5 separate regions of the Mus musculus genome follow, and all the other regions are linked to region 1. Evidence: chromatin contacts called from public ChIA-PET and promoter capture Hi-C data. All regions are on one chromosome and are shown on one strand. The core of a region is the stretch at or near the end of the contact, and the rest is flanking DNA. Distances in the headings are between cores, read along the strand shown. Region 1 holds the start of Arhgap17 (Rho GTPase activating protein 17). Region 2 holds the start of Kdm8 (lysine (K)-specific demethylase 8). Region 3 holds the start of Eef2k (eukaryotic elongation factor-2 kinase). Region 4 holds the start of Il21r (interleukin 21 receptor). Region 5 overlaps Gtf3c1 (general transcription factor III C 1).

Region 1 (5,874 bases), core at 1,562-4,061:
ATTTCCCTTCTTCTTCCACGGAATCACTTTGGTCTACTGCACAAGCCTGTACTTTCAAAGGTCTACATCTAAGACTTTGTTTCTTTTGAATGGAAACAGAGACACATTCTTCCTATGTCAAACTCTATGTTACTTTCTATAGGGAATAATTTACTTAAATCTTTAACTGCATCTTCAAGTTCTTCAATTTTGGGGCTTGACTCTTCTTTTTGTTTGTAGGTAGGCCAGTTTTAAAAAATTAAGTGTGTGTGTGTGTGTGTGTGTATGTATGTGGTGGGTGTGGATGTGTGTGATGAGAGTAGGTTAGAGAATAACTTGCTGCAGTCAGGTCTCTGCTTCTACCATGCGAGTCCCAGGGATGGAAGTCAGTTTGTGAAGTTTGGCAGCTAGAACCCATCTTGCGCTCTAGACTGGTGTTTAGCATGGTCTGAGGTTTAGAGATTGGTGACTTTAATTCCTGAGCCACTTGGCTGAAACATGATTTCTAACTCTTCTGTCTTTGGTTCAGTGTCACTGAGGTTTTCTGGATGCCAGTGGTTGACAATTGAACTTGATGGTTGACAGTTCCCTGGCTTCTGTCCTGTTTAAGTTCTTTATGGTGGTAGACGCCACTTTCCACCTACTAGCTCTTCCTTCTACCCGGCAAGTCTGAGCAACACTCCATAAGGATCAGCTCCACACTCACGTCTTAAAACTTTGACTTGTCCATGTTGTGACCGAATTGACATTAAAATCCACGCCATCCACTTGGTAAGCTAGCGCATGACTGGTACAGGAACTGAATGAAGTCTGTACAGTGTTCCCTGATAGGATGACAACATCTGTTCTGCATTGTTCTTTTACTGCTTTCTGTAGCCCAGGCTGACCTGGAATTTGTGATCCTTCTGTGTCAGCCTCCTGAGTAGCTGGGTTTTCAGGCCTATGTCGCCACTGTCTAGTTTCATGGTAGCATCTGAATGTAGTGACTCAATGGCTGACTCAGGTTTGGCAAATGGTCTTGAAGTCCTGTCTGTCTTGCTTTAATAAATCTTGTTGGACGGGGTGCCACAAGCCTGTAATTCTAGCATTTGGCCGGTGGAGGCAGGAGGATCAGTAATTTAAGGCCATTCTCAGCTATGAGACTCCTCAAAAACAAAACAAAACAAAACAAAACAAAAACCCAAACCAAAACAAAGCCTTATTTCAACACTTCCTGTTGTAATTAATGTTGGTGACTTGCAGTTTGCTGCCTGACTTGAGGGTCCACACTTGTGTTGTAATCGCTACAGATTTTTAATTTTCTTGTTCTTTGAGCTCAAGATGCATCCTGCATTAGTTATTTTGCTCTCTGTTTTAAGAAAATGCAGGACAAGAAGCAATGTGAGGGAGGAAGGATTTAAACCAGCTTCCAGTTCTAGGAAGGGATGTTTACCATGATGGGGAAGGCACTGCAATAGACAGTTTTTTGAGGCAGCTCGCAGGAAGACCACACTGCCTCCACGTTCAGAAAGCAGAAGGAGACGAAAGCTCCTAACTCAGCTAGTTTTCTGCGGTCTGGGGCCACAGATGATGGAATGCTGTGGCCCACATTTAGAGTGGATCTTCCCACGTCAATTAACCTGATGTAGAAACTTCTTCACAGACACACACAGAGATTTGTTTCCAAGGTGATTCTAGATTCTGTCACGTTGACACTTTAAACCATCGCACAGCCTGTAAAGGATGCCTTAGCCCACGGGGCACAGGGAATGTTGTGTGGAGCCAAGGCTGCCAAGTCAGGAGGACATGGCTGCGGGTCATAAAACTAACTTGGCTCAGTTGGACGAAAGGGCTCAGCAATGCGAAATGATCCCACCAAGTTCCCCAGCCTGTTACTGTAGGGCTGGGAATCAGAACCTCGCGGTCATTTATGGCAGCGGGGACTCAGAGGCCCATCAGTGCAGGGGCCTAGGGAAGGCCAGTCTCCTTTGGCTGGGGAGTCTGGGGGTCCTCATCTGATTGACCCTACTCTTTTGGCCTTTCCCATGGACCAGTTCAAGTACTGAGGGCGCGGAGCTGGTTCACCCTATAGATCTGCTTCAGCTCACTCCTGCTAGGTTAGGATAAACCCTGGTCTGACCCGCCGCTATAGGTTAGGTCCACTCGCTCAGCTTAACCTCAGCTCGTTTCAGTTCGCCTTCACTTGACCGGGCATCACTCGTCTAGGACTACTATTCCGCTCGGCTTGGCCGGACTCTTCTCCCCCCAAACCCCTTCCCGGGCTGGCCTGACTCCGGGTCCGACTGGACAAGACCCCATCCCTGTGTTCCGCCTTGCCGGACCGGACCAGGATCTGCGAGGCTCACTTGCGTTCTAGTTGTCACCACTAGAGTAGGTAGCTAAGTTTGGCTCTGCTCGGCCCATCCTGCCCAGCTCTAATTCAGAACCGCTGTGTCCAGGTGCCGGGCTGGGGTAGTCTCCGCTCTTCTTAGCAGAGCCACTCTCGTCCGTCTCCGATTGGCTCAACTCCATTCCTCTCCGCTCACCGATTGGTTCGGCTCCACTCAAGTTCGCCCAGCTCTGCTCCGTCCAGCTACGCCTGACTTCTCCGGTTTCGGCCGGACCAAGCTCGGCTCCACCTATCTAGTTTCGACCCTGTTCGGCTCGGCTCTACCCACCTCGGCGCGGCCTCATTGGTCCCCGCCCTGAACCACTTAACTCCGCCCATGTTGGGTCCGTCCGCACCTGTTCCACCTCTCTGGTTTCGGCCTCTTTCGGCTAGGCTCGGCCCAACTCGTGGTAGGGGCGGGCGGCGACGCTGGAAGTGACGCGGCGAGGGGCGGGGCCGAATTGTAGCCTCCGTCACCGCCTCCGGGGCCGGGAAGCGATGTAGGTAGGACCCGCCAGACGGTCCCCAGTTCTCCTCCGCCCGCCTGCCGCGCCGCCACCGCCGCCGCCGCCATGAAGAAGCAATTCAACCGCATGAAGCAGCTGGCCAATCAGACTGTCGGCAGGCGAGTGCGCGGGTCGCGCCGGCGGGGGGCGCGCGGGGGGCGGGCCGGTCCTGCGCGCGAGGAGCCGGGGAGCGGGGAGAGCCGGGCGCGGCCCGGCCTTGGGCCCCGCGGGGCGGGGGTCTGCGCCTAGCTACGGCTTGGGCGCTGCCCATTGTCCTGGCCGGAGGAGCATCGTCCTCGGGAGACTCACGAGGGTCTTTACTCCTCCCTGTCCCCGCCAGCCGGAGCTCGCCGCCTGGTGCGAAAACTCCGTAAACTTGTGTGCCTCTCGCAGTGCCAGGCGCGCAGCTTTGGGGCCGGTGTTCTCAGGCTCTCCCCGCTGATCCGCTGTTGCAGCCTTCCTCCTAGAAGAGCTTGCTGGTCACTGGGAACCTAAGGGGTGTTAGGCTACTGTGGCTTGCCCAGTTAAGTTCAGCCCCCCTCCCCTCTGTGAAGGAATCGAGAACTGCAGTCTCAAAATCCAGGCTTTTGGGAGTTTGCTGTGAGTTCTTGAGGTCTAGAGGTTTGGAAAGCGAAAAGGATGCCTTTTCTCATCTCACCTTGGATGTGGTATTTTCTGACACTGAGTGAGTGCTTGACAAGAAACTGATTTTTTTTTTTTTTAATGAAAGAATACAGGAGGGACAGTAGATGAGTAGGCTGTAGAACAGGAACGATTTGCGGTTTTTAGAGCTTTCAGGAGGCTGTTGTCATGTGCTGTGCTATCTGGAACAAATATTTCAAGGTCTTGCAGGGCGGATAGCTTTGCCGAACCAATTTGCTGGTTATTCTGCACGAAGATAGATGGGTTTTTCACAGCTCTTGCTGTTACCCTCCTCCCTTAGCAGTTAAGGACAGTTTGGTTTGGTTGAAGCACGTGAGACACTTCTTTTTTTATGTGTACGAAAATACTTTTACTTCCTCTTGGGTTTTCTAAATTTGCTTTTTACAATGTTTCATTTCCCCCAACCTTTTGCTAAGTTTTGTTATTGAATTTCTAAAAAGAAAAATAGAAGGGAAGAAAAATCCCTCCATCATGTAATCTTGGTATCCTCTATCCAGACTCAGTCCCTGCCCCTTAAACCCACACATGCCTAGTTTTTTGTTGCGTGTAGAGTTAGAGAAAGACTAGGGTCAAGGCGAGTAATCCTAATGGCATGAACAAGAAATATGATGAGAAGTGATAATTTTCTTGTGAGTCTTGTACTCCTTGCAGATATGCATGGCAGAATCAAAACTTAGTGGCTGCCACAATGCCTTTGTTAGATTTGTTATTGATTAGGTTTCGTCCTGTGTGGGACAAGGGAAAGTTGCTGGTTTTATGCAAAGTCTTGAGAGCTTTCTGCCTTGAAAGCTGGTTAGGGTTTTGTGGGCCCCTGCTTCTCCTTAGTCTCTCTTCCTAGTTTTACATTCTGGCCAGACTTGCCCACTTTCAGTTCCCACAGGAGGCCTATGTTTCTTATATGTTAACCTCTTCCTGGAATTCCCATAAGCCTCTCTTACCACACCTGGCCGATAGATAACCTTTCATGCTCTTCACTTCTCTCAGTCTCCATGTCCTTAGAAGATCCTTGATGTCTTGGATGGGCACCGTCTTGAGGCCATGCGCTACCTGCTTTCTATCTTCAAACGTCCTCTTTACCTGCTCGTGTTGGCTATTTGAGCACCGGGAGAGTCTTTCCTATGAGTCTTGGATTCCCAGGGTCTGTGTGTGACTCCCATCCCAGGACAGATGACCTGTCAAAATTGTCAATTCTGGGACTCCAGCTTGTCCTGCATTGCCTGGTGCTGCGGAATTAAGTTTGGGAAAATATGAACAGGATGGAGTGGTAGTGATTCATACTGGGACAGTAATTCTGGCCCTGACCTTTGACTCTGTTTGAAAGTCTTTATTGCTGGATGCCAGGGGAAGCTGCAGCTATTACAGAGCTGTAAGGGTGTGGTAGCCATGAGACTAAAGTCAGAACATCTGTTTTTACTGGGTTGAAAATCTGTTGCTCTCTTGTCGTTGATTTCCTAGATAACTCCCCCCCCCCCCCCCGTGTGTATGTGTGTGTGCGCGCGCACACGAGCTCAAGTTTTCCCTATTTAAGTAACCCTAAGGGGGTAGGAAGAAAAATGGAGGCTAGAACTGAGAATTATTATTCAGTGAGCCAGATGGTTGGTACACTCCCATCAGAAGCAGATCGTGGGTGTCTTTGGGCAAAGAAGAATGCTTTTCTAGCACAGATTTCTCCCAGCTGTGATCTGGATAGAGGAGGAGTTTATCTGTGTAATCGACTACAGTTATCAGTTTGTGGAGTTCTAGGTGCTATCTTGCCGTGAGGAATTTCGCTAGGATGGAATGCTCGTGAGTAATTCCCCCGAGAAGTTTCATGGGCCTGGCATGGTTGAGGATTAGTAATGCCTAGAAAGGATGAGCTAACATGATGCACTTTGTGTGCAGAGGGTGGATGGATGAGTCTGTGGGCAAGGCTTATGGGGTGGTCTCACAGTGTGGGCAATGTAGTGGGGTGGATGTTTTTGTCACCTGCTCTTTGTTGAGTCTCATATTCAGTGAGCACTGAGTGAGGCTACACTGTACACCACTGTGCGATATTAAAGAATCAAAGACCAAGAATACAAACGAGATCTCTGCCCTGGAGCTTCCCAGTAGATACATGGAGGAGATGGGCAAACCCCAAGTCATTATACACATAAAATAAGCACTTGCAGAAGGATGGCAGTGCACGGAGGAGAGCCTGCCTGCCACTGCACGGAGACGCTCAGAACAGCTGCTCTTGGGAGGTGTGAGCAGGGCCTGTGCTCTCTTGCCCTCTCCAACTTCTTTCAGACTTGCTGATACCAATTAGGTCTCTTCTGGTGAAGAAAAAAAACATAATTCAAGGTACCCGAGCAGAAAAGAATTCGTTGGCCTGTGAGC
Region 2 (5,328 bases), core at 2,676-5,175, 2.1 Mb before region 1:
GTGGTCCAGCTAGTCCAACAATGGCTGTCTACCAACAGAAAGTCTAAGAATCCAGTAGTTGTTCAGTATACTAGGCTGGATGTCTCAGCTGGTCTCCAGTATATGGCCAAATCCTGAACAAATAAACTCTAATGCCAGTGAAGGAGTGAACTTGCCATCAAGAGTGAGGACAAGCAGGCAAAGAGCCAGTTTCCTGCTTCCACGTCCTTTATATAGGCTGCTAACCAGAAGGTGTGGCCCAGATTAAAGGCCTGTCTTCCAAGATGCTCTGTCCTGCCTGAGACCTAGAATTCCAGCAAGAGGGACTGCAGGCCCACATGGAGTTCTCTACAGCCGCAACAAGTTCCTCATCCTTAAGTGAAGCACCCCGCCTCTAGGAAGGGGTCCAACCCGCCTTTTCTCTTACAGGTACTCCTTTCCCCACAGGAGAGTGTCTGTCCTCCACTGTTTGAAATAAAGTCCCATCTATTGATATCAGATTCTGTCTCTTCCTGCCGTTTGTCTCTTTATATTGCCCCAGAAACCCAACATTTATTATTATTATTATTTTAATATTTGTTTGTTTGTTTGTTTATTTAGGTTTTTCGAGACAGGGTTTCTCTGTGTAGCCCTGGCTGTCCTGGAACTCACTCTGTAGACCAGGCTGGCCTTGAACTCAGAAATCCGCCTGCCTCTGCCTCCTGAGTGCTGGGATTAAAGGCGTGTGCCACCACGCCCAGCTGAAACCCAACATTTATAAGCTGCTACTTCCAATGGCCTTGAAGAGAATGACCTCCAGTTGTAGACTGCATGAAAGAGCCTTCTGGGAGAGTGCCTCACACTGGCTATTAGTAAATCGTCTTCTCTCAGCCACATGAGCTAGCTGTAGTAATTATAAGCAATTTAAATTACAGTTAATTGCTGAGGGCCAAGTTTTGGTGGGGCAATATTATATAAACATCTCATATTCTAAATGACTGGAATTTTGACCTCACAGCCAAAGTTAATAATACACCCTGTATTAAGGCTGTCATGCTACTGTGTACTCAAGCTGTTTAACCTGCCTTTAAGAGAAGACTATATTAATCAACTTTACTTGTATAGGGTTTCCCGTGAATTCAACTTTTACAACCTAGGCTAATGCAGAGCTATCATATTAAGTCATGTACTCCTTCATGCCTCTGAATCGGATGATGCCACTGAATCATTTGCTGAAAGTTCAAAGTAACCTCCTCCAATCTACCGTAAGAGCTGAAAGCAGCATTTGTGGATACGGGTTGAAACACAGTGACTGTTACTGTCTAGGTCAATGGGAGCCGGTGTCCATTAAAGATGCCTATAAAGTATCCTATTCCTTGCCCTTGTGATGCTTTCTGTACTGTTCAAGAAATACAGAGTGAAGCCCTTTGTGAGGGATGGATAGTCACACAACACACCCAGAGACAGAGGCAGTCACATACAAGACAGACAGGCACGCATAGAACAGTCAGACACAGGGCTAAAACAATTCAATAGACGGCCTTCAGGACGGCACTGATCCAGACTAGTGCAACAGACAGACAGAGGACAAGACACAGGGAGCATGACAGAGAACTCAGATCTGGACTCACTCTTGGTTAAGTGACTGGAAGGGGAAGTTCTTTTCCTTCCTTGACACTGACATATTTTTGGTAACTCAGGTGTAATAGCTGTGGTGGTTTGAAAATGCTTGGCCCAGGGAGTGGCACTATTAGGAGGTGTGGCCTTGTTGGAGAAAGTGTGTCACTGTGGGGGTGGGTTTTGAGACCTTCCTCCCAGCCATGTGGGAGACAGTTTGTTCCTGGCTTCCTTTCGATGAAGATGTAGAACTCTTGTCTCCTCCAGCACCATGTATGTCTGTATTCGACCATGCTTCCGGCCATGATGATAATGGACTGAACCTCTGAACCTGTAAACCAGCCCCAAGTAAAACCAGCCCCAAGTGCTGTCCTTTATAAAAGTTGCCTTGGTCATGGTCTCTTCACAGCAATGGAAACCCTAACTAAGACAGTAGCTAACAGGTACAATCCATGCGCCAGGTGAAGGCACATTTTGCCTTGGCTTTACAGCCAATGTGTCAAGGTTTCTTTATAAGAGCTCCAGGATTCAGCAGTTGTCCACTGTAGGATCCTAGGCTCCATGAATGTTTCCAGAGGAGCTGGTCTGATGTGGGCCCAAAGCAACAGTCTTCACACAACCAGAAGCTTGAACAGGCCTTCCAGTGTATACTGCCTGGACTGCCTTTCTCTATGGCCTCAAGCCCAGGTTTCAAGTCAACCCCCCAGTGCTCCCACACAACCCGGTCTGACACAGATAGGACCAGACTAAGTGGCCCTGTAACCTGGCTATAAGTATGGCCTGGCTTCCTATACCCTCTCCCCGAATTGCCTCTTAGAAAAGGCAGTATTAACCAAAAGGCCTGCCACAGAAGGGAGCAACTGTTGGTTTATAAACCAGTCTTTAACAGTGTACCCACACTAGCCTCTAAATTGGCTTCCCAGAGTACCATATAAAAGTTTATTGTGAGATGTATAAATAGGCTTCCAATAGTCAGGTATAGATGGCCTAACTGTGGAATTCACCACCTAAACCAGGAGACTATAAATTTAAGAGCCTAGACAAACAAAACCGGGGGTTATTGTTGGTAAAATGACACCCACAATCACCCAAACACAGGCCACATGTACCAGCCTCAATGGCCTCATATGTTCCAGTATAAGTTTCTCTCCCACAGTGCAACAGTTAATAGGCCTTAAAGACATCTTGCCGGCCATTGCTTTGCTTTTGAAGTTGGTAGGGGCTGTGTCTTTGCTTGCAAGGTGGCCTTCTGGTATTCTACATTCACGTGTCAGGCAAAAGGCACTGCTTTCAAGTAATGGCCAGGTGCGGGTTGCACAAAACGTTTCTCTGTAGCCTTAATTCTAAAAGGTCTTTAAATAAAGGCCCATTTGTTGGTGTACAAAACGACGCTTTTTGCGAAAGGATGTCACCCAAAGGGTGCAGGATCTAATCTGTGTGGTTCTATCTGGGCTTCCTAAGTGAACTAAGCTGCTCACACCAAAACCAAAGGAGCCAAAAACGGGGCCGAACGGAATCAAGCCTCGCTTCCTAAGTGCACTTTTTGGGGATGCATTACAGAAACCGGTTTTGGTTGCTAAGCGGGATGCTGGATGCCTTAGCATGAACAACAGTCTAGGGAAAGCACGTGCAGTCCTTCTCTCAAAGTACCCGGCTGCTCACGCCCTTCTGGACAGTCTGGATTGGAGGGCTGGCTAAGTGGCCTAAGAGAAGACGCCCCGACTCCCAGGAAGTCTTTGGTTGTTGCTGTGGACCTCTGTCCGCTTACGGGGGACAGGCGGACTTGGGCGAACGGGTTCGAGGATGGAGATTGGAAACAGGTAGCAGTGGCCGCAGCCATGCCTTCCGGACAGACGGCGCAGGCGTGGTTATGTGGGCCGGTCTCGCCACTAAACCTATCCTCACACTTGAACCACTAACCGAAGCCTAAAAGGGAAGGGCACGACAGTTGCACGCATGCGCTATTTGACATCCCTAGCAGCTCCTTCAACTGTTTGTGGGGAGCAGATAGCTACTACGCACGCGGCTTTTCAAGCAGCTCCCAGGCCTCCCAAGGCGCCTGCGTGAAACCGTCCCGGCTCGCCCGCGCCGGGCTTTAGCATGGCGCCTGCGCAATCCGTCCTTCACGGCCAGGCTGCAAGTCTAAGCAACTGCAGCTGCCTGGAGCTCCAACTAACCTCTCTGGCGCTTGGACTTGTTTGTGTCTCTCGTTGCTGGCGACGACTGGTTCCGTCCGGGCGAAGATTCTTCGGCTGGCTTTATCACCGACTACACCGAGAGCATCGATCACTTCTGACTCGGCTGATCGCGACGGGTGCCTAGAGGAACGCGGAGCAATCGATGCCAGGCCCCGCCCTCCTCCGGTTCAAAGACTTGGGAGGCTTGAGCTTTCTTTTCCGGGTCATACCTTGCAGAGCAGTTTGTCACTTGCGACTACCCAATCCTTCCAACTCAGATAATGAGTTCTCCCTATTTTACAGAGTAGGAAGCCGAGGTGGAAGAAAAATAGCCACATGATTTTAGAAGTCACGTATATAATTTGAGCCCACAAGTACTGCTTGCAGGACTGGTTTCCGTGAGTTGGCCTATGGTTTCTTTGCAGAGACAGACTATGTGGAGTGGTGTGGCAGTCAGTTCGAGTTTTGAGTTTCGAGCATTCTCTCCCGGTTGACTCCAGAGGTGCCTGGAGCAGCAGCAGCAAACGATTCCCTGCAGCGATCTGCTAGCCTTGGATTTGGAGTGTGACTTCTACTGGTCAGCAGGGATTGAGTCGGGATGTGGCACTCCTCAGTTTTCGTTTTCTCAGGAACACTGAATCGGTTGCTGCCACACCACTCCACACAGCCTGTCTCTGCAAGGAAAACATCCTTCCAATAGGACTTAGACAGAACTCCAGGATATCCCTTCATTCTCTGTGACAGGCCAGCATTCCAAAGTTCCATGCTTGGTCTTTTGTTTGTTTGTTTGTTTGTTTTTAGGGTGTGTGTGTGTGTGTGTGTGTGTGTGTGTGAGACAGGGTTTCTCTGTATAGCCCAGGCTGTCTTGGAACTCACTTTATAGACCAGGCTGGCCTCGAACTCAGAAATCCGTCTGCCTCTGCCTCCAGAGTGCTGGGATTGAAGGCATGCGCCACCACACCTAACTCATGCTTGGTTTAATAAGTGATTAATCGAACTACTTGTCCCCACTTATCAACAAAATGCTGGACAGCCAAATTAGGTGCCTGCATGTTGGTCCCCATGCAGCTGTGCACAGGCTGACACCCGGGGTGTAGTAGCTCTGACCTGCTATATTAGCAGGCCACCCTTCTATTTTATTTCCTGAATTTTCTAGCTTTGGATTTCTTTCCTGTGAAAGAAAAGCTCTAACTGGGAAGATGAGCAGTCGTTTAAGTGCTTGCTTTGCAAGTGTGAGGGCCTGGCTGTAAATTCTCAGTAAAAAGTCAAGTGCAGGGGCAAGCACCTGCAGTTCCAGAACTGGGGAGGCAGAGACAGGAGGGTCCCCAGGGTTTCTGTCCTGTCAGCCCAGCAGAGTCAGTGAGATCAAGGTTCAGTGAGAGATGCTTGTTTGGTTTTGAACCCCAGGACAAGGGACTCGGGTGCATATTTTACACACCAAAGCAGACCTGGCCTCCAGGTTCTCCCAGAATCCCTCAGTCCCTACCTGGCATACCCTGCTCCCAACCCTGAACTTTCTAGCGTGGGGGCTGGACTGCCCTTCCCCCCAGAAGCTCTTCTTCCCTATATAATCCAG
Region 3 (5,928 bases), core at 2,545-5,044, 2.5 Mb after region 1:
TGGAGGAGGCAAGCACTAAGCTTGATCCTGAACGGTAGCCCCTGTGAGCACTCTAAGGCACTCTAAGCGGCAGGACCTGTGGACGTGAAGGTAGGGACGCTAAGCAGACTCATGTAAATGGTGACTGATTCTGGACTTGGAAAATGAGAGTGTGATGGAGGAAGCCAGCATGGATCTCTCAGTTCTTTTACTTTGACATAAAGTGCTGCTTCTCTTCATTGTTGGCTGTTTATCTGTGAGTCCTTAGTGTATGCCGAGGCCCTGGATATCAATGAGACCCTCACTTGATGCTTTAGTTCCTGATTCCTGATGTTGCCCCCTCCCCGACTCAGAAATACATAGAACAAAGCAGAAAGGTGTTTGAGTCACATCAACCAGGTACTGCACAGTATTGGTACCCTAGGGGTCCATCACAGCTTGCTTCATTAAGTCTGCTGTTTAGGACAAGGTCCACTCCTAACAGCAAAACCTGCTTCAAAGCCCTGGCCAAGGGACATAGAGCTCTGCCTAATTTGAGCTTTCCTTTCTTTCTTTTCTCTTCCTTCCTTCCTTCCTTCCTTCCTTCCTTCCTTCCTTCCTTCCTCTCTTCCTTTCTCTCTTTCTTTCTTTCTTTCTTTCTTTCTTTCTTTCTTTCTCTCTCTCTCTCTCTCTCTCTCTCTCTCTCTCTCTCTCTTTTTCTTTCTTTCTTTTTTCAAGAGAGGGTTTCTCTGTGTAGCCCTGGCTGTCCTGGAACTAGCTATATAGACCAGGCTGGCCCCAACTCATGGATCTGCCTGCCTCTGCCTCCCAAGTGCTGGGATTAGAGATGTGCACTGCTCCAGCACTGCTAGATTCTTAAGCTTTACTTATGGGCTTATCTGTGTTTTTTGCTTTTCTTTTGAGACAGGGTCTTTCATAGGCAGGCTGGCCTCCAGTTCCCTATGTCGAGGCAGTGACCTTGAACTTCTGACTGTCTTGCTTCTTTCCTCCCTAGTTCTGGGATAGGGGGCATGGTTTATGAAGTGCTGAGGTGAAACCCAGGGTTTTGTGCCTATTTGGCAAGCATGCTATCAGGCCACATCCCCAGTGCTGGTTTTTCATTCCAAAGAAACTGAGAAATGAGTCCAGTGCTCAGGGCATCATAGACAAGCTGGGTGCTATCTAGAGCAGCCTCTACTGGCCCAGCCAGAGACCGTGTCTCCCAGCATCTCCCGCAACTTAGTGAGACCACGTGATTGCATTTAGGCATATGAACTGTGGCCCAAATAACTCTGCACCACGACCGGGCCCACTCATCGGCCCACTCATCGGCCCACTCATCGGCCCACTCATCGGCCCACTCATCGGCTCACTTTTCACACCTTGACCAGGGCGGGCTGATGACATTTCCACAGCATCACAGAGCACCTTCTCTGAGCTTCAGAAAGGACAGGGGCTCCATCACCTGACCCAGGATCGCAGGACACTGTGCCTTCCCTCAGTCACCTGTCTCAAGCTATTCTCCTTACTCAATCTATTGCCAACTTGTCCTCCTTCACATCTATTGACACAGCCCCTCCTTCGGAGCTGCCTTCCATTCCCAGGAGGCAGGTGCTATTTGCTTCTTTCTACTGGGGAGAAAGCTGAGGAACGGAGGACTTCAGTGACTTGCCTAACAGTAGTCTCTATTTCCTTAACTAGAACACCCAGGAGCAGCTAGGAACCTCCCCTGAGAATTTCTTAGAAATGCAAATTGGGCACCTCCCCGCAGAGCTCCTCAAGGAAACTCCAGTGTGGTCCAGCAATCGGAGGCCGGCAAGCAAGCCATGCAGGGGGCAGCTGTTGATAGAACCACAGCCCCGCACTCACTCACTCACCTCTGACTCTTCAGCCTGTGAAATGTTACCGTACTGCAGCGACTGACTCAACCCTTTTCTTTCTCCGAAGCCTTGTAGTCTGTACCTGTAGACCCTGGTTGCAAGAGTTTAGTCAGATACTCTTTAATTTGGTGTGTGTGTGTGTGTGTGTGTGTGTGTGAACACGAAGGTGACTGTGGAAGTCAGAAGAGCACACTGGATGCCCAGGAGATGGTGTGGCACGGGTGAGCCACTCAGCCAGGGCAACCGAGTCCCCATGATCTTACAGCTCTTTCCCCTTTCACTTCAGAGGTAAGTGTTCTCACCCTCTGAGCCGGCCATGCTCCCCCACCCCCCCACAGGCCCTCATCCAACAAGCTTTTAAGGCTCAAACCCAGGATCATCCCAGGTGTAGACCCGGTGGCACCCTGGGACTTGGAGGTAACTGATTCCTGCAGCTGCCTCTCTCACCAACTAAAGCCTTCCTAAAGGCTGTTGCTACTTGGTTGCTGTGCCTGATCCTGAAGTTTTTCTCCTTCACAATAGAAATTAAGGTAGAGAAGGAACCCTAAAAACAACTCGATCCTGCCGTGCACCCCTAGGTTCCTACAGGCCGTTCCCAGGGGGGAATTAACAGCTGCCAGCTGTGGATGACAAGATCTCTTGGGGCGAGTCTGATCAGTGCAGGGTAAAAGGTTTGAAAATACTATGTTTGTGAAACAGCGTGGCATGAGCCATTCAGGAAAGTCACGCCTAACGCGCTCAGACTCTCAAAAGAACCCAGTTCTTTGGAACAAAGGAGTCGCTCCCCGCTAGCCTTCCTTTCCCAGGAACTGTTGCCGCAGCAGAGAGGGGTGAAGAGCTAGCTGTCTAAGGTCGGGGTTTGAACACGGCCTGGACCCACTCCCTCCACTGGCTTCGTCCTCCTCACAGAGCAAACAGCACCTTCCCCGGGAAGTCTTCCCAAAACTTCACTCTTAACCCCTACACTCACAATCCTTGTTTACTTACTCTACATTCCCTACCTGGCCTCTGAGGATCTGGGGTCCACTCTGGACCTCGGCTTTCTCCTCCGTAATATCTGTTCAGTGGTCCCAAGCCAGGGAGCGCCTCATCGCGGAGGACGCAGAAATACTCCCCCAAGGAGAATTCCCAAGTCAGATCTCACTCTTCCGAAACGCACGCGATCAGTCACACACAGGGCGCAGCTGGGCAGGTTTCCCGCAATCCCCTTAGCCGACACTAGCTAGTTTTGGCCCAGGGCTCACCCAGGAGGTCCCCGCCCCCGCGCCACCAACTGCATACGAATGCTCAGCCCCTTGGCGCACAAGTCTCCAACGCCTGCCAACACCCCAACTCCCTCAACCAACAATGCTGCAAGGGCGTATGCAGCTCAGACCTCGAGGTTCCGAGAACTGAGGCCCGCATAGGCCTCTAGTGTGGGGAACCCGGCGAGGGGAAATGTTACTTGGGCGTTTCAGGGGGACAGGCGGGCTCGCCGAGGCACAGAGGAGACCCGGGCGGAGGCCCGCGTGCGCTGCCTGGTGCAACCAGAACTGCGCTCACCGCTTGCCAACGTCTTTCTTTCCTTCCTTACAGACGCAAACACTGAGCCTCGGGGGAAGCTCTGCAACCAGAGAAGCGCCCCAGTGGCCTTTCGGGGGGCTGCTGCAGCGGGACGCGCGGGCTCCCCATCTTCCCGTCACCTACCTCCCACAGTGTGGCAGGCGCGACAGCTGCTGCCCACGGCCGCAAGGATCCCAAGGAGCTGGCAAAGGCTGGCGGCCGGGCGCTCCAGGGTGCAGGGAGGGAGGAGAATCCCCGGTACAAAGCGCAGGCGACAGAGAGCCAGGCCCGCAGCCGCAGTGGGGCGCCTGAAGACGTCGGAGCGCTGGAGCCGAGCACGGGCTGGAGTTGGGGCTGCTGCCGCTGGGGTTGGAGCTGGAGGCTGGAGGCTGGGACCAGGGCTGGGGCGGGACTGACGCACGGGGCGCACGCCCGGGCTCACGTGGCCGTCCCCGGGTGGCCATCACCTCCATGCAGCCGCCGTGTTGTCTTCTGGCTCCCCCGCCTGTTGAACGCTTCCTAGACACCTGGGTCTAACGTTAGATTTCATGCTGTGTGTCTGGTGGCGCATACCCTTAACCCCAGCACTTGGAAGACAGACTGCGGGCGGATTTCTGAGTTCAAGGCCAGCCTGGTCGTCTACACAGTGAGTTCCAGGGCTGCACTGAGAAAACCTGTCTCAAAAAAAAAAAAAAAAAGGGAAATCTTAAGGATTTCATGACATAATTTTGAAGAAATTTAACACTTTCAAGAGAGGGAGGGGTAACGAAGGAGCAGGAGGGGGCAAAACAACAAAAATTGTGTTAAAAACTCATAAAGAATCCAAATTCATGGTAAGCACATATGTATTTAATATTTACATATAAATTTATAAATATAAGTATAGAAAATTATACACGTATATGTAAATATTTAATATATAACCTATATATTTTTGTTTAAATTTAATATTTGTATATAAACATATATTCGGTTTAAATTTATACAGTTCGGCCTACCTGACAATTCCAACTATTTCTATAATTTTTAATTAATAACTTTATCAGGGCCGGGCGGTGGTGGCAAATCCCAGCACTCAGGAGGCAGACACAGAAGGATCTTTGTGAGTTCAAGGCCAGCCTGGTCTACAGAGGGAGTTCCAGTACAGCCAGAGCTGTTACACAGAGAAACTTTGTCTTAACAAAAACAAAAAAGAAAAATCTTTGTCAAGCCTTCCTGGACTCTCTGGAGGGAAAAATCACAGTATTCCTAACTCTGAGCCTAGGGCCTGGCACATAGTGCTTAATGGGTGGGAACTTGGGCATGGTGGTAGACCTCTGCAGTCCCCAGAAAAGCAAGGCCAGCCTGGGCTACATGGTGAAGCCCTTTCTCAAAACTCAAATCTGGTGCAGTGCATGGAAGGAAGGTAGCCCTTGGAAGATGTAAAGACTGAAAACCAGTGGAGGCAGGCATGTGTACTTTGAGGTCATATCTCACCGTATACTTTAGAGTAAAAATCTAAACAGTTGCACATTTTGAGCTATTTGTCCATCCAGCTGCAGTCAGCTATATAAGGTATGCAGGCACGACTAGCTGTATTGTACAGATCATAGGACTGAGACTTATAAAGAATGTATCTTGCCCAGGGACACAGTTAGGAAAGGGTGTGATCTATTTCATTTAATAAAGCAACTGTTAATAGACTTACTGACAGGAGAAACACCATAATATCTATTCTGCCACAGGCTTGTCTGGCCTGGGCTTTCAGATTAAAGACCTGAAGACCTGAACCACCTTGAAGTTGTACCAGCAAAAACACCAGAAACATCCTCTACACTTTGTACTTCCAGAACCATGAGCCAAAAATCCACCTTTTAAAAATTACTTATTTTATGTGTATGGGCGCTTTGTCTGCATGTCTGTCTAAGAGTGTCTGGTTGTCCAGAACTGGGATTACAGTTGTGAGTTGCCATGTGTGTGCTGGGAATTAAAACCAGGCCTTCTTGAAGCACAGCCAGTGTGCTTAAGTCTCAGCCAGTGGTTCTCAACCTGTGGGTCCCAATCCTTATGTCTGGGTCAAATGCCCCTTTCATGGACTGACTGTGTGCTGTAAGCTGAAATAAACCCTTTCCTCCTCAGGTTGCTTTTGGTCATGGGTCTTATCACAGCATCTGACGGTCTGTAGTAGTGTGTTACTGGTAACAAAAGGACCTTGCACACAGGCGAGAGTACTCCTCATACCATTCCTCACAACCTTCCTAACTGTCCTCCACTTAGCACACGGAACAGGCTAGGAAAGTGGCTTTTCCAAGGTTATACAGAGGCATGGTTTAGCCCAGATCTGGGTCTATGCAGATCTCTTGTGTCCTGTAGGCTCTTTGGTGTTTGAGAGCAGTAAACCTGCTCTCCCAGGGGAAGTCAGGACTTCAGACTGTTGTCAGCATGAACATTCCCCGCAAAACATTTGATTCCCCCCCCCCATCCCCTTTCTTTTTAAGAGACAGGATCTTTCTACACAGCTCTGACTGTTGTGGAAACTCACTGTGCAGACCAGTGCTTCTGCCTCTCA
Region 4 (5,576 bases), core at 503-3,002, 2.2 Mb before region 1:
TACTGCAGAAAACACCCCACTGTGGGGATCACGTGGCTAAGTGCTGTCTGAGAAATGTCCTTAGACAATGTTCCAAGGCTGTGAGTTTTCCTATGGGACGGCATCCTGCCATATAGACTGGGTTCCAATTTCTGTTCTGACTCTCTTCATCACTCTTAACCAAAAGGCAGGTTTGTCCCCCACAGGGTCCACCCAGTATTGACATCTATGCACCGAGCTGCATGGGGCCATTGGCCTCACCTGGACTCTGAGGGTTCTGGGAGGTCCCCAAGTTCTCACAATTCACGACAGATAGGGCTGTTCTAGCCTTCCCTGTATTCTTGGTGGCTCTCAGTGGTTAGCCCTTCTCCTCCATGGGGCAGGGTACCTGGGTGTAGGAGCCCCTGAAGTCAATCTTGACATTCTGATGTCCTGGAGTTCTCATAAACAGCCTCACAAAGATAGAGCCACCTTGATCCCCATTTTACAGATGGAGAAAGTGAGGACCCAGGAGGCTCAAAGAAGCAGAGAGGCTTGCCCTGGTTCGCTGCTAGACTCGGAAATGCTACCATGTGCTCTAACTGCCTCAGAGAGCACAGACATTCTCTTAGGAACTACTCGTGACCCTCTAATGCATCTATGACCTGCTCTGGTCCTCTTGACACGTCCTAAGCACAGACATTATTTCCTATGCTATTAACCCATGTGCCGCCTTCTCCTATTCTGTTCTCTAGACTAGACTTCCAACAACCTCCGGGCTCCCCTCTCTTCTCATGGAAGAGGTGTTACCTCTTATCATCTGACCCAGGCCCTGGATTTGGGTGGTGACACCTGGTTGGACTGCCCACCTTGCCATATCATGACAAGACCCATAAGGAATGTCACTCTTCCCCTGTGGAGTCAGATTTCCTTCTCTGTGAAGTAGGCACCCCACCTGCCTGGAAGGATAGATGGAGTTAAAGTAATAAACTATACTGGCCGGTAGTACCTGATTTCCTCCCTACAAAACGGCCCCCTGGAAGCTTCCCAATGCCCCTGGCTACTGCCTATCACTGCCTGGCAGACTGTCTACCATCCAGAGTCTCTCTTTTTTTTTCTCCTCACCACTTCTTGCAGGCAGTTTTGCATAGGCAAGGGATTATGCTAGCCATGCTCCTGCCTCCATAACCCTCCAACATTCAGCAAGGGCATTCCTAGTCATTTTTAGTCAGTTGAACAAGGAACTCCAGCCCTGACTCTGCCCACACTAACTGCGTAGTGTTCTTTGCCTGTGTCCCACCACAGTGTTATGCAAAAGACAGAAAAAAGGCCCCCAGACTCAGGGAGAACAAGAACTAGAGTCTACTTACCTACTCCTTCAGGGTCTTTCTCAGAAAGCCATTCTTTAGGCTGGGGCACTTGGGTGGTCTCCTGGGCGTGGGAGTCACAGCGGGACTCGGAGTGGTGGTGGTGGGAGGTGAAGGTTTGAGGTGGGCAGGAGTTCAGTCAGGTGCAAGTCCAGAATCAGGGGAGTCACTGCTGAGATAGTCCTGAGGCTGAGGACCAGCCGGGCATCTGGGCAGAGCCTACACAGAGGAAGACAGTAGGGCTGGGGCAGCCAGACAGAGACAGGGCACGCCTGGGGCACGGGCTGAGGCCAGTTGGCTGCCCCAGGGATGGGCAGACTTGCGGTCAGACAAGCAAGTGACCGTGAGGCACACCACAGGAGAAGTGGGCAGACAGCTGTGTGCGACTGAAACACAGGGCCACCAGCGGAGGCTTCGGTGTCTATCTGAGGCCAGGCAAGGGGTGGGGAGGGGATGTGGTAAACAGTGCCCCGCCCAACCCAGCCAGATCCTCCAGAAGGGGCAAGAAAAACTAAGATGCCTGCAAGCAGGCACCCACGGCTCCCCAAAGGTCACCCTTAACACGATATTTGGGGTCTGACATCTTGCAGACAGATGACATCATCCCAAAGGCCTCACAGTCGTGTCCCAAGAGGCAGGCAGTGAAGTGGGACTTGCCACTTCTTGAAGATGTAGAAACCGAGACAGAGATGTGACAGTAGCACATCCCACCTGAAGCCCTTGGTATTTACCCTGAGCCCCTCAGCACAGATGGGACAGACTGAAGGTGGACGCCTACCTCATGACTGCTCTTTTACAGGTGTCTAACTGGTCCATTTTGTCTGTCCCTTGCCTGCCCCAGGGTCCTGATTCAGAATGACCCAGACACTCAGACTTTCTGCCTTAAGCACTGCTCATGACCATCCATTCCCCAGTCCCCAGCCTCAGCATTGTGGGAAGGAGGACATGCGCTGCTACCCTGGAGGAGAGAACCCTGCTGCTCCTGAGAGCCTTGCTGTGCCCCTTGTCCAGCCAGGAGGGCAAGGCAGCCACACACAGATAGAAATCCAAACAAATAGAGAAAATAAACTCTTTCTTTCTTTCTTTCTTTCTTTCTTTCTTTCTTTCTTTCTTTCTTTCTTTCTGTCTGTCTGTCTGTCTGTCTGTCTTTCTTTCTTTCTTTCTTTTTTTCTTTCTCTCTCTCTCTTTCTTTCTTTCTTTCCTCCCTTCTTTCTCTCTCTTCCTTCCTTTCTCCTCCCTCCCTCCCTTCCTTCCTTCCTTCCTTCCTTCCTTCCTTCCTTCCTTCCTTCCTTCCTTCCTCATAAAAAGGGCTTTATTATTGAAAGTTCAAATTAATTCTAAACAGTGAGGTTTCCATTCATTTTCTGACCATGCTGAGGCTATCACCATTCCTGTCAAACCATGGGTGACCTCCTGCCTCTGCCTCTTCCCTCGACAGTCCAAGGGTGGTCCCCATAGTTTAGGGCAGCTTTTAGAATCCCTTAAAATCTGCCTCCGAGACTCATCTCTTCAGAACTCACAAGCAGGTTCATAAGATCATGTCTATCCTGTGCAAACCGACACTCTAGCCGTCACTCAGACCTCATGCCTGCACCCGTGAGGCCAATGTTTAGTCAACCTTTGAGGCGAAACAACTTGTTGAAGACTCCATTGATGAGCAGTGAACTAGTCCAATCCCGTGCTCTGCCCAGGACCACTCTTGAGACAGTGCGTAGGTTCTCCTGCAGCTGTAGCATTTACCTTCTCAAGGTACTCCCACAGACCTAAAAGCAAGCTTTGTCTATGTTTCAACAATTTAAGCATAACATGAGCAGCAAGCCCTCATCCATGGTCAGCACAGGAGACGGCCAGTCCCATGAGTTCCTCCGATCATCAAATTGCTCACTTCCCACTTCTGGAGAGGGCATGACTTCAGTGCCCTTCCTGTCACGAACCTTCTAAGACTTCTACAGGGCTTACACATCTCCCAGCTGGGGACCCAGGGGAGAGACTTTCCCTTTGCCAGCCTCAGAGTCCTCTGCCCTGGGAGAAAAGGTAGGGGCTAAGAGGGATCCACAGCTGCTCTTGGGAACCAGGAAAGCATGGAGTCAGTGAGTGCTCCCATTCCTGAAACACAGCGCAGCTGGTGTGTGCACAGCAGTCCTCTCTGACCCGTGCAGTAGAAAAGAAACTCTTAAGACTGTTTTTTTGTTTTGTTTTTGTTTTTGTTTTTGTCTTGAAGCAAGTGAGAGGTACAGAAAAGGGGTGACAAATAGACTTTTGGAAGCCAGAAGACAAAAGCCAGGCAGCTCCTGCCCAGCAGCCCCAGAGAGAGGAAGTCAGAGCCATCTCCTTCTCACATTGCTCAGGTGCTCCGATGGCACTTGCCCACAGACCCTGAGTGACAGACAAGCCTGTTCCCATTTCACAGATGAAGAGATTGAGGCTCAGGGGAGCAAACTAGCTCCTGGGCTATGAGGCATTAGAGCTGATATTTGAACCTAAGAGGAGTGAGGTCAGACCAGAGTTGTTTGAGCTGTCTCCATGGTCGTGATGGGCTCAGATGTACACGCCGGCCGCCTTCGCCCTGACCAGTGTTTTCTGACCAGTGTTTTTGGAAAGGCTTGGGAGCAGCCCACATGACTGACTGGTTTAAGAGAAAGCCTCCCATTTTTTGTGGCTGTCTGGATCTTTCCTTTTCAAAGCTGTGTTTGGGGAACTTCCTACAGGGTCCCTCATGGTTGATCCATGAGTGTCTGCCCTGCAGACTGGTGGCTGTTGGTGTCTGCTCCAGGCTTGCCTGAGACCTCAGGATGAAGCTGGCTTTTCTTTCTCCTCCCCTGCCCTCTGCTCCGCTTTCCTTCCCACCAGCTCCCCACCCCCAACCGTCCTTCCTCCTGCTTTTTCCCCTTTATCTGATTTCCTTTCTTTTTCTCCTCTCTTGGTCTTCACAGTGAACCTTCTAAGGTCTTTCTTAGCCTGGAGTTTAAGAAAGCTCAAAGGCAGGATGGCAGAGGAGAAGTTGCTGATCTGCAGAGTTCCTGGTGTCAGTGAACTGTGCTGTCACAGAGACACTCGCCCCCTCCTCCTTCCGGAGGGCTGACCACTGAATCTTGCCACCAGCGTTTTCATGTTCCCTGTGTTGCAGATGAGTGAAGGAAGTTACAGAACTTGCCTAAGGTCACACCTTAGCCAATGGCAGAACTGGGATTTGAACTCCAGAGCCATGCTCCATCCAACTCACCGTTTCTGAGTGTGAATTAGCAGGAGGCAGCTCGGCATCCCACTCCCTCCCTCCCCACCCTTCCCTACCCCCTCTCCACACCCTCCCCACTCCCTCTCCACACCCTGCCCATCCCCTGTCCACTCATTCACTCCTCTGCAGACTCAGCCAGCCCCTTCTTCCTTCCCTCCATCCTTTCCCGTGAAGTGGGCCCTTGGGTACATCCTAATGAAGTGCCTTAGAAAGGTGTACAAAGGACAGCCCTCGTGGAGCCCATCTCTGGTAGAGAAGACAGACAGACTGACAGCATGACGTCATCACGTGAGGCAGGATGCACACGTGTGAAGATGGGAAAGAACAGAGAGCGTGGGGGATCATACAGCATGCTCACCTCTGGGCGCGGATTTGATTTGGATGAAACATGAGAATTCCTAGGGAGTTGGCAGAGGAGAAACTCCGATCTGATTTACATCAGCAAAAGAATAGCATTGAGATCTCAGCACTCGGAATACTGATGCAGGAGGACACCAAGTTCAAGACCACCCTGGCTACAAACTAAGATACTGACTCAAGGCAGGGGGCAGTGCCCTGGGGGACAGGGGGTGGGGAATACAGCCAGGGCTGCTTAGTCCTCTGGACTTAAGTGGATGATAAGGCGCTGATCCTGCCCAGCTGGGTGAAGGAGTATTGACCTCCAAAGTAGACGTGTGCTAAGGGGAGGGTCCCTCCTGCTCTGTAAAAGTCACCAAGAGTAGCTGTTAGCCCTGGAGAGATCTGTGAGGCCCTCGTGCCCTTCCTCAGCACTCCAAATAGCAGAGCTGGCCAAGTGGGGGAAGTGGCCACTGCGCTCTTCTGCCCAGGGGTCTTCTGAGAAGACATAACAGGATAAGCCCTCTCTAACCTACTTCCTCTTTTTAATTTTTTTAAAATTTATTTAAAGAACTCACTCACTGAGGAGGGATTTGCTTAACATATATTTTGGGCACTGTAAGTGTACGATTTGGTGGTTTTTTTTTTTTTTTTTTAGTAAACTTGATGAATTGGACACC
Region 5 (5,892 bases), core at 2,762-5,261, 2.3 Mb before region 1:
CAGTAGGTCCACCACTAGTTCTTTTGGCTTCTGCCATTGGAGCTCGTCCTACCCCCAGGTCCTTCCCTGATGACTTTGAGGCTCCCTTTCTTCTGAGGTCCCTACTCTCTGGGCTCTTGTCAGAGGATTGGCCTCTGCTTGCATCTGCAGGCAGTGAGATTGGACACGTGTCCTGTCAACTGTCACAAAAGGAGGTTCCTCCCTGGGTCAGCAGCTGTTGGCGTGAGGCACTGCAAGGTCTTTAGCTTAGATGAAAAGACTGGCCCCTTGGATGTACAAGGTGAATAGGGGAGAGATGTCTAGACTGCTTTGGACGGCAACACTATCTCCCATCACAGTAGGTAGGAGTGCTTCAGGCATGAGGGTGCAGGCTGTTTGAGTACAGTGACTTCCAGGGTGGCCCAGCATGGGCCTCAACAGCAGCTCTTCAGTGGCGCCTCCTCTCTGCCTTACCTGCAGGCTTTTCACCTGGCGATTTCCCACCACCATCTGCACTGAATCCTTCCAGTTCTACGACAGACTGCGGACCAACGGCATGCTAGACCAGCCTGATCATTTTTCTTTCAAGGACCTGGATAGCAGTGACCCTTCAAATGACCTGGTGGCATTTTCTTTGGACAGCCCTGGAGGACACTGTGTAACAGCCCTGGCCCTCTTCTCTTTGGGGCTCCTCTCTGTGGATGTCAGAATCCCAGAGCAGATCGTGGTGGTGGACAGCTCCATGGTGGAGAGTGAGGTCATGAAGAGGTCAGAGCCCAGGGCAGCACTGTGCATGCAGCTCTGCTCACAGTTTGGAAACACATGGGTTCTTGAGGCGTTGGGTGCGGTCACTTCCTCTTGTTGTGGGACCACCAGGGTTACCTGCTCAGCCATCCAGTCTGAGCAAGTGGTGTATGTACATCCATCCTCGTGGGAGTGTAGACATGAGAATGGAGGTATAGAACCCAGAAATTGAATCGGGGCCTCTCCCTCTCATTTCTGAGAGCATATCAACGTTCTCATCGATTCAGCTACACTGGCTGGCCAGTGAGTTCTCGGGATCCAGCACTTCATTACAGACCTGTCCAATTTGGGACGAGGAGCTGCAGGGCAGTACCCAGAGTTTTCTGTTGGTACCTTTCTAAAGGTCACAGGAAGTGCCGCAGGGAAGGAAATATAAGCCCAGGGCCCTTAACTGTGGCAGAGCCAAGCATGGCCTTCATGGGAGGGGAAGGAGAGGGTTTGGGTGGTGTCAGAAAAAAAGGGCACCTCAAATGAATGTTGTCTCTGACAACAATTGCCGCTTGATGATGGCTGTGTAGCACAGGTGGGCCAGGTCCAAGGCCAGGTACCTAGTTGTCTTCTCTTCTGCAGCTTGGGGAAAGATGGTGGCTTGGATGATGACGAGGAAGAGGAAGACCTGGATGAAGGTTCAGGGACCAAGCGCCAGGGTGTGGAAGTAAAGGCCCATCAGGCCTCACACACCAAGTACCTGCTGATGAGAGGTTACTACACAGTGCCTGGCATGGTCAGCACACGCAACCTGAACCCCAATGACAGCATCGTGGTCAACTCCTGCCAGGTTAAATTCCGACTGCGCAACACCCCTGCATCCACCCAGCTTGGGCCCACTGGTGAGTGTCCTGCCACAGTTCAGGTATGGCCAGGCACATAGCCCCGGAGCTCTGAAGGGTGGCATTGCTGTCTATTGCAGTCAAAGTGAGACTTCAGCTCCATTGTCACCACCCACCACCCACCTCCTTTGCAGGTGCCGATCACTCAGGAAGCTCTAGATAGCATAAACCTTTCTCTTTGCTGGGAGAGAACGGGGTTAGAAAGGCCCTGCCCTTCTCCACCCTGCAGCCAGCTGTCCTTTGTACGGTCAGGGTGGATAGTGTTTGCTGTCACTTTTTGCCCAGTCAGAGCTCTATTCTGTGTGAAGTTTGAAGCATGCAAAAATACTGTGCCAACCTATAGGTTGCTATGTCAGCTAAAGAAGCCCTCCTGGCTATTGAGCAAAAGCCGGGGAACATGGCAGGAGCCTGGGGCACCACTCAGGGTTAAGGGGTAGGGAAAACATGAGATTTAGGAAGGGCTCAGGACAGCTGCAGTGGGCCAGCAGTGTGGTCTACAGTTATATACCAAGAGTCTGCCTACTAGAGCCCAGTATGTCCCCAGAAGGTGACCCCATGACTCCTTAGGGAACAGTGAACTAGTGCTGGAGCAGATCTTGCCTCAATCGTATGTGTTGGGCCCAAGAAGGGTTTCTGTGGGCTGATTTTTCTCTTCCCTCGTGGTCTCAGGGTTCACAGCCACACCACTGGAAGAGCTCCAGGCTGGTCTTTCCTGCCTCCCTGCCTCCTTTACCAGCCTGGTGGATCCACAGCTGCGTACCCACTGCCCAGAAGAGTTTGCCCACCAGATGGCACAGTCAGGGTATAGTCCTGAGGATGTGGCTGCCTCCCTAGAGATCCTGCAGGCTGTAGCAGCTGCTGACTGCTTCGGGATTGACAAGGAGAAGCTGAGCAGGCAGTTCTCCGCCTTGGAGAAGATAGCGGACAGGCGCACCAGGACGTTCCTGGACTACATCCAGGTGAGCTGAGCTCCAGACAACAGCTGCAGAGGCGACCACTCCACTGCAGAAGTGATGCCTGCCTGGGGTTTTCCTTTAATTAATTCAATTGCTAGTATTTAAGTCAGGACATATTCCTAAACTCCATTAGCCCCCAGATCTAGGACCTGGCTGAGCCCTAGAATGGCTATCCCTCCTTGGGATAGGCCATATCTTCCATGGCTCTTCTATCAGTTTTCCTCCCCCAAAGGCTTCCTGTACTCCCTGGGCCTACTCACTACCTGCCTGGTCCCTTGGACCCAAAGAACATCAGCCTGCTTGCTGTGAGCAGCTTCTAGGAGTAGGATGCAGATCAGTGGTCTGACGTGGAGGCTCCCATGTGAGATCGATTTTGTAAGACATGGAGTTGACTGGGACCATGTAGCTTCCAAGGGCCACTGCAGGAAACCCAGCCAGAATGAAGGCCAGCATGTGGCTCTGAGAAGCTCACAGTGCAAGGGATGCTGTTTCCATGGTTTAAAGTGTTCCTTCTCTGACTGTAGCCTAACTGTGAGCCCTCAGATATCCTCAGGCTGTGAAGAAAGAGCCTGCTGACCACAAGAGGGTTGTAAGCTAGGCACTTTCTGCTGACCTTAGCACCCCGGACAGGGTGCAGGGCCTGGGCGCTGTCTGTCAATGAATTTGAGGGGTTTATAGGAGAAAAGGAGTGTTGGTGATTTGGGGAACACTCCCTACACAGAAGCAAACAATGGGGTCAGATGTGACCTAAACACAAGGGAGTCTTGCCATTGTGGTGAAATAGTGACCGCCTCAGGAACTGCCAGGACCCACATGAGAACACATAAGGCAGGAGAGTCATAGAGTCCCGCCTCAGGAACTGCCAGGACCCACATGAGAACACATAAGGCAGGAGAGTCATAGAGTCCTATCAGTTGGAGCTATTCTGACTTCAGACATCAGGCTGTGTTGAGTAACGCCATAGGTATAGAAAGAGCCCAAATAGGCCCGTGCAGCTTGCAGCTCCATCAGCAGATGCTAGGCTCATCCCTTTGGACCTGAGCTTGCTGCCCACTCAGAATACTTGACCCTAGCTGGAGTACCAACCACTCACCTACCTGGTAAAATCTGCCTTCCCCAACAGACACTACGTCCCTTTTTTCTAGGACCTCTTGGAACAGGAACAAGTCATGGAAGTTGGAGGTAACACTGTGCGCCTAGTGACCATGGCCTCTGCACAGCCCTGGCTTCTGCATTCAATGCGTCTGAGAGACATGGAAGTAGACACTAAGGCCTCAGGGGATGACAGCCAATCCAGACTCCCTGAGGGGCCTTCCATCGAAGACCACACCTCTGAGGGAGCAGCGGTGCCTCCAGTCAGCTCCCATAGCACTAAAAAGCGTCCCCACTGCCCTGAGACTGATGCTGAGGAAGCCACAAGGCTCCCTGCCAAGAAGCCCACACTACAGGATGTCCGTGTGGCTGCCAGCCCTAGGCCTGGAGCGGAAGAGCAGGCAGAGGCCCAGGCCCCAGCTCAGCTTGCAGCTCCTGAAGATGCAGATGCAGGGGGCCCCAGACAGGAGAACCAAGAGAATGTTGGTGTCTCAGGCCTAGAGCAGCTGGGCTGTGAGTTCCAGCTTCCAGAAGGCTCTGAAGACCCCAGAGGTACTGACCTTAACACTTCTCCCATTCTGTATCCCTCACATGACTGCTCTAGCCTACTACCTCAGACTGGGAACCTACCCTGCCACCCAAGGCTTCACCTAGTCACAGTAGGCCTCAGAGGTGTGTTCAGAGGCAGAGGCTCCATGCCTTCCACAGATGTGCCCACAGGGCCAAGCCGTGCAAGCTTTGGACTTGATGTAGTGACCATGGAGAAGTTCTCTGGGCAGCCAGCTTACTCCCAGAAGCCTCTGAGCTTTGGCCTGTGGCCGGGCATTCCCCTGAGATAGCTGCTGTTCCTATAGGCTGTTGCTGCCAAGAACTTTTATATACACTCGCCCTGTGGTCAGGGCTCTTGGCCTCACTACCGCAGTACCATATTCTGGGTAGAAGGCTATTCCTTCTGGTCACTGCTTATCTACTTTGGTGCCCATTGAATGAGGGGAGAGAGGCAAAGGACATGGCCTCCCACTTGTCTTCTAAGAGCCTGCCACCTTTTCCTCTCTTACAGGCCTTACAGAGAGTAACATGGCCCAGGCAGCGTGGGAGAGGTAATTGGGAATCTTTCACAGGGAGGGGCAGAGCATGAAGTAGTGTGGCATCAGCCTTCAGGCTAGTGGAAGATGCCCACCGAGTGTCAGTCACTGTAAGAAAGAAGTTCCTGCGTAGGGTGCAAGCCTGGGTAGTTTGCCCTAAACAGACGTTCCCAGCCAAGGGCTTTGACGCTCCCCTGGGCCTCCTCCCACAGCCCACTGTGTCCTTAGACCCATTGCAGATGAAGAGAGGGCCTTCCCAGCCAGCCTGTATGCCTGCCCAGGGCAGCCCCTCAGTCCTGTAGCTGAGCGACAGCACGCCAGAGGGGTTGCACTCTTCTGCCCTCCCCAGGCAGGGCCCACAGAGCCCAGCAAGGCTTTGTACCCTGGATCTGACTCCCAAGGCACAAATGGACCTTCCATTTCAGCCATGGCCACCAGAGCTAGCAAAACCCACCCCTGCCCCATTCGACCCATCAGCCCTGGGTTAGTGGCAGCTTTGTGCCCGAGGCAGAGCTGCAGCTGCTGTGGGGACATCTGAGTGACAGTGGGGAGGGTTCCGGTTTAGGCTTTACTTGCACTTAGCCAGGGATTGTCCTGCCAGGGAGAGCCGTGGGCAGACAGTGCCCAAGCTCTGGGCCTCCCTGAGCCAGAGTAGTCTGTCTGTGACCAGCATGTATGTCCCCTCCTTCTCCCGTCTCCAGTGGCTGTGAGAGAGTGTGTTTCGTCGGCCGCCCATGGCGAGGTGTGGATGGGCACCTGAACATGCCCGTGTGCAAAGGCATGCTGGAGGCTGTGCTCTACCACATCATGTCAAGGCCCGGCGTTCCCGAGAGCTGCCTGCTGCAGTACTACCAGGGCGTCCTGCAGCCTGTTGCTGTCCTTGAGCTGCTCCGGGTAGGGCCCAGGGCGTCTCAGCCCAGCTGTGTGTTGGGGTGGGGGGAGCACACCTCGGGTGTCACCACCTCAGCTTAACCTTCAGTGCCTTCTGGCCATTGGCAGAGGGGTCTGCTACTATCCTTGCCCTGCCTGGCTCTTGATTCCCTTCTCCTGTGCCTGCTGCAGCTCAGCCCTGCAGCAAGCTCACTGGCCCTTGGGTCCGTTTGCACTTGGTCTGTCTTACTCTGCCTGCTGTTTTCCACCTGACTC

The links. Promoter capture Hi-C pulls out the DNA fragments that hold promoters and counts their contacts. ChIA-PET counts read pairs in DNA pulled down with a chosen protein or histone mark. Capture Hi-C pulls out chosen DNA fragments and counts their contacts.
Region 2: a contact with region 1 is called in a promoter capture Hi-C map of embryonic stem cells, with 4 times the contacts expected there. The contact joins the promoter of Kdm8 here to the promoter of Arhgap17 in region 1. A contact is called at or near these places in 10 of 39 promoter capture datasets (the 3T3-L1 cell line, 3T3-L1-derived adipocytes, cranial neural crest and 5 more), 3 of 484 Hi-C or Micro-C datasets (the G1E-ER4 cell line, nephron progenitors and uterus), 9 of 115 datasets of contacts at active chromatin or transcription factors (acute myeloid leukemia, bone marrow-derived macrophages, embryonic forebrain and 6 more) and 1 of 9 other capture datasets (adipose tissue).
Region 3: a promoter capture Hi-C map of liver shows a contact between it and region 1, with 3 times the contacts expected there. The contact joins the promoter of Eef2k here to the promoter of Arhgap17 in region 1. A contact is called at or near these places in 3 of 39 promoter capture datasets (liver and pre-B cells), 1 of 484 Hi-C or Micro-C datasets (B cells) and 2 of 9 other capture datasets (adipose tissue and liver).
Region 4: a contact with region 1 is called in a promoter capture Hi-C map of liver, with 3 times the contacts expected there. The contact joins the promoter of Il21r here to the promoter of Arhgap17 in region 1. A contact is called at or near these places in 4 of 39 promoter capture datasets (the 3T3-L1 cell line, cranial neural crest, frontonasal cranial neural crest and 1 more), 2 of 115 datasets of contacts at active chromatin or transcription factors (astrocytes and large pre-B cells) and 1 of 9 other capture datasets (liver).
Region 5: a contact with region 1 is called in an RNA polymerase II ChIA-PET map of memory CD8 T cells, with 9 times the contacts expected there. The contact joins the enhancer-like site here to the promoter of Arhgap17 in region 1. A contact is called at or near these places in 6 of 39 promoter capture datasets (the 3T3-L1 cell line, the C10 cell line, hippocampal neurons and 2 more), 1 of 484 Hi-C or Micro-C datasets (B cells) and 3 of 115 datasets of contacts at active chromatin or transcription factors (embryonic forebrain, large pre-B cells and memory CD8 T cells).

The regions. Positions count from the first base shown.
Region 1 is chr7:123,366,852-123,372,725 of GRCm38.p6, reverse strand. Arhgap17 (Rho GTPase activating protein 17) reads left to right here and starts at 2,811. Exons shown (of 20, transcript NM_144529.2): 1 at 2,811-2,972. The coding sequence starts at 2,920.
Region 2 is chr7:125,443,217-125,448,544 of GRCm38.p6, reverse strand. Kdm8 (lysine (K)-specific demethylase 8) reads right to left here and starts at 3,925. Exons shown (of 8, transcript NM_029842.5): 1 at 3,753-3,925.
Region 3 is chr7:120,840,697-120,846,624 of GRCm38.p6, reverse strand. It overlaps Eef2k (eukaryotic elongation factor-2 kinase), which reads right to left and starts at 3,794. Exons shown (of 18, transcript NM_007908.4): 1 at 3,525-3,794. Gm36449 (a long non-coding RNA gene) reads left to right here and starts at 3,114. Exons shown (of 2, transcript XR_378468.3): 1 at 3,114-4,026; 2 at 5,105-5,498.
Region 4 is chr7:125,599,605-125,605,180 of GRCm38.p6, reverse strand. Il21r (interleukin 21 receptor) reads right to left here and starts at 1,752. Exons shown (of 9, transcript NM_021887.2): 1 at 1,329-1,752.
Region 5 is chr7:125,642,195-125,648,086 of GRCm38.p6, reverse strand. Gtf3c1 (general transcription factor III C 1) reads left to right here. Exons shown (of 37, transcript NM_207239.1): 31 at 460-747; 32 at 1,354-1,613; 33 at 2,283-2,572; 34 at 3,715-4,213; 35 at 4,722-4,761; 36 at 5,448-5,640. Among named protein-coding and RNA genes, the nearest start is that of Il21r, 42 kb to the right of the region's middle. Within about 2 kb of position 4,011, at least 44 of the 459 cell types and tissues checked have an H3K27ac peak or open chromatin away from gene starts, as enhancers often do. A contact at or near this core is called in memory CD8 T cells, where this site is marked.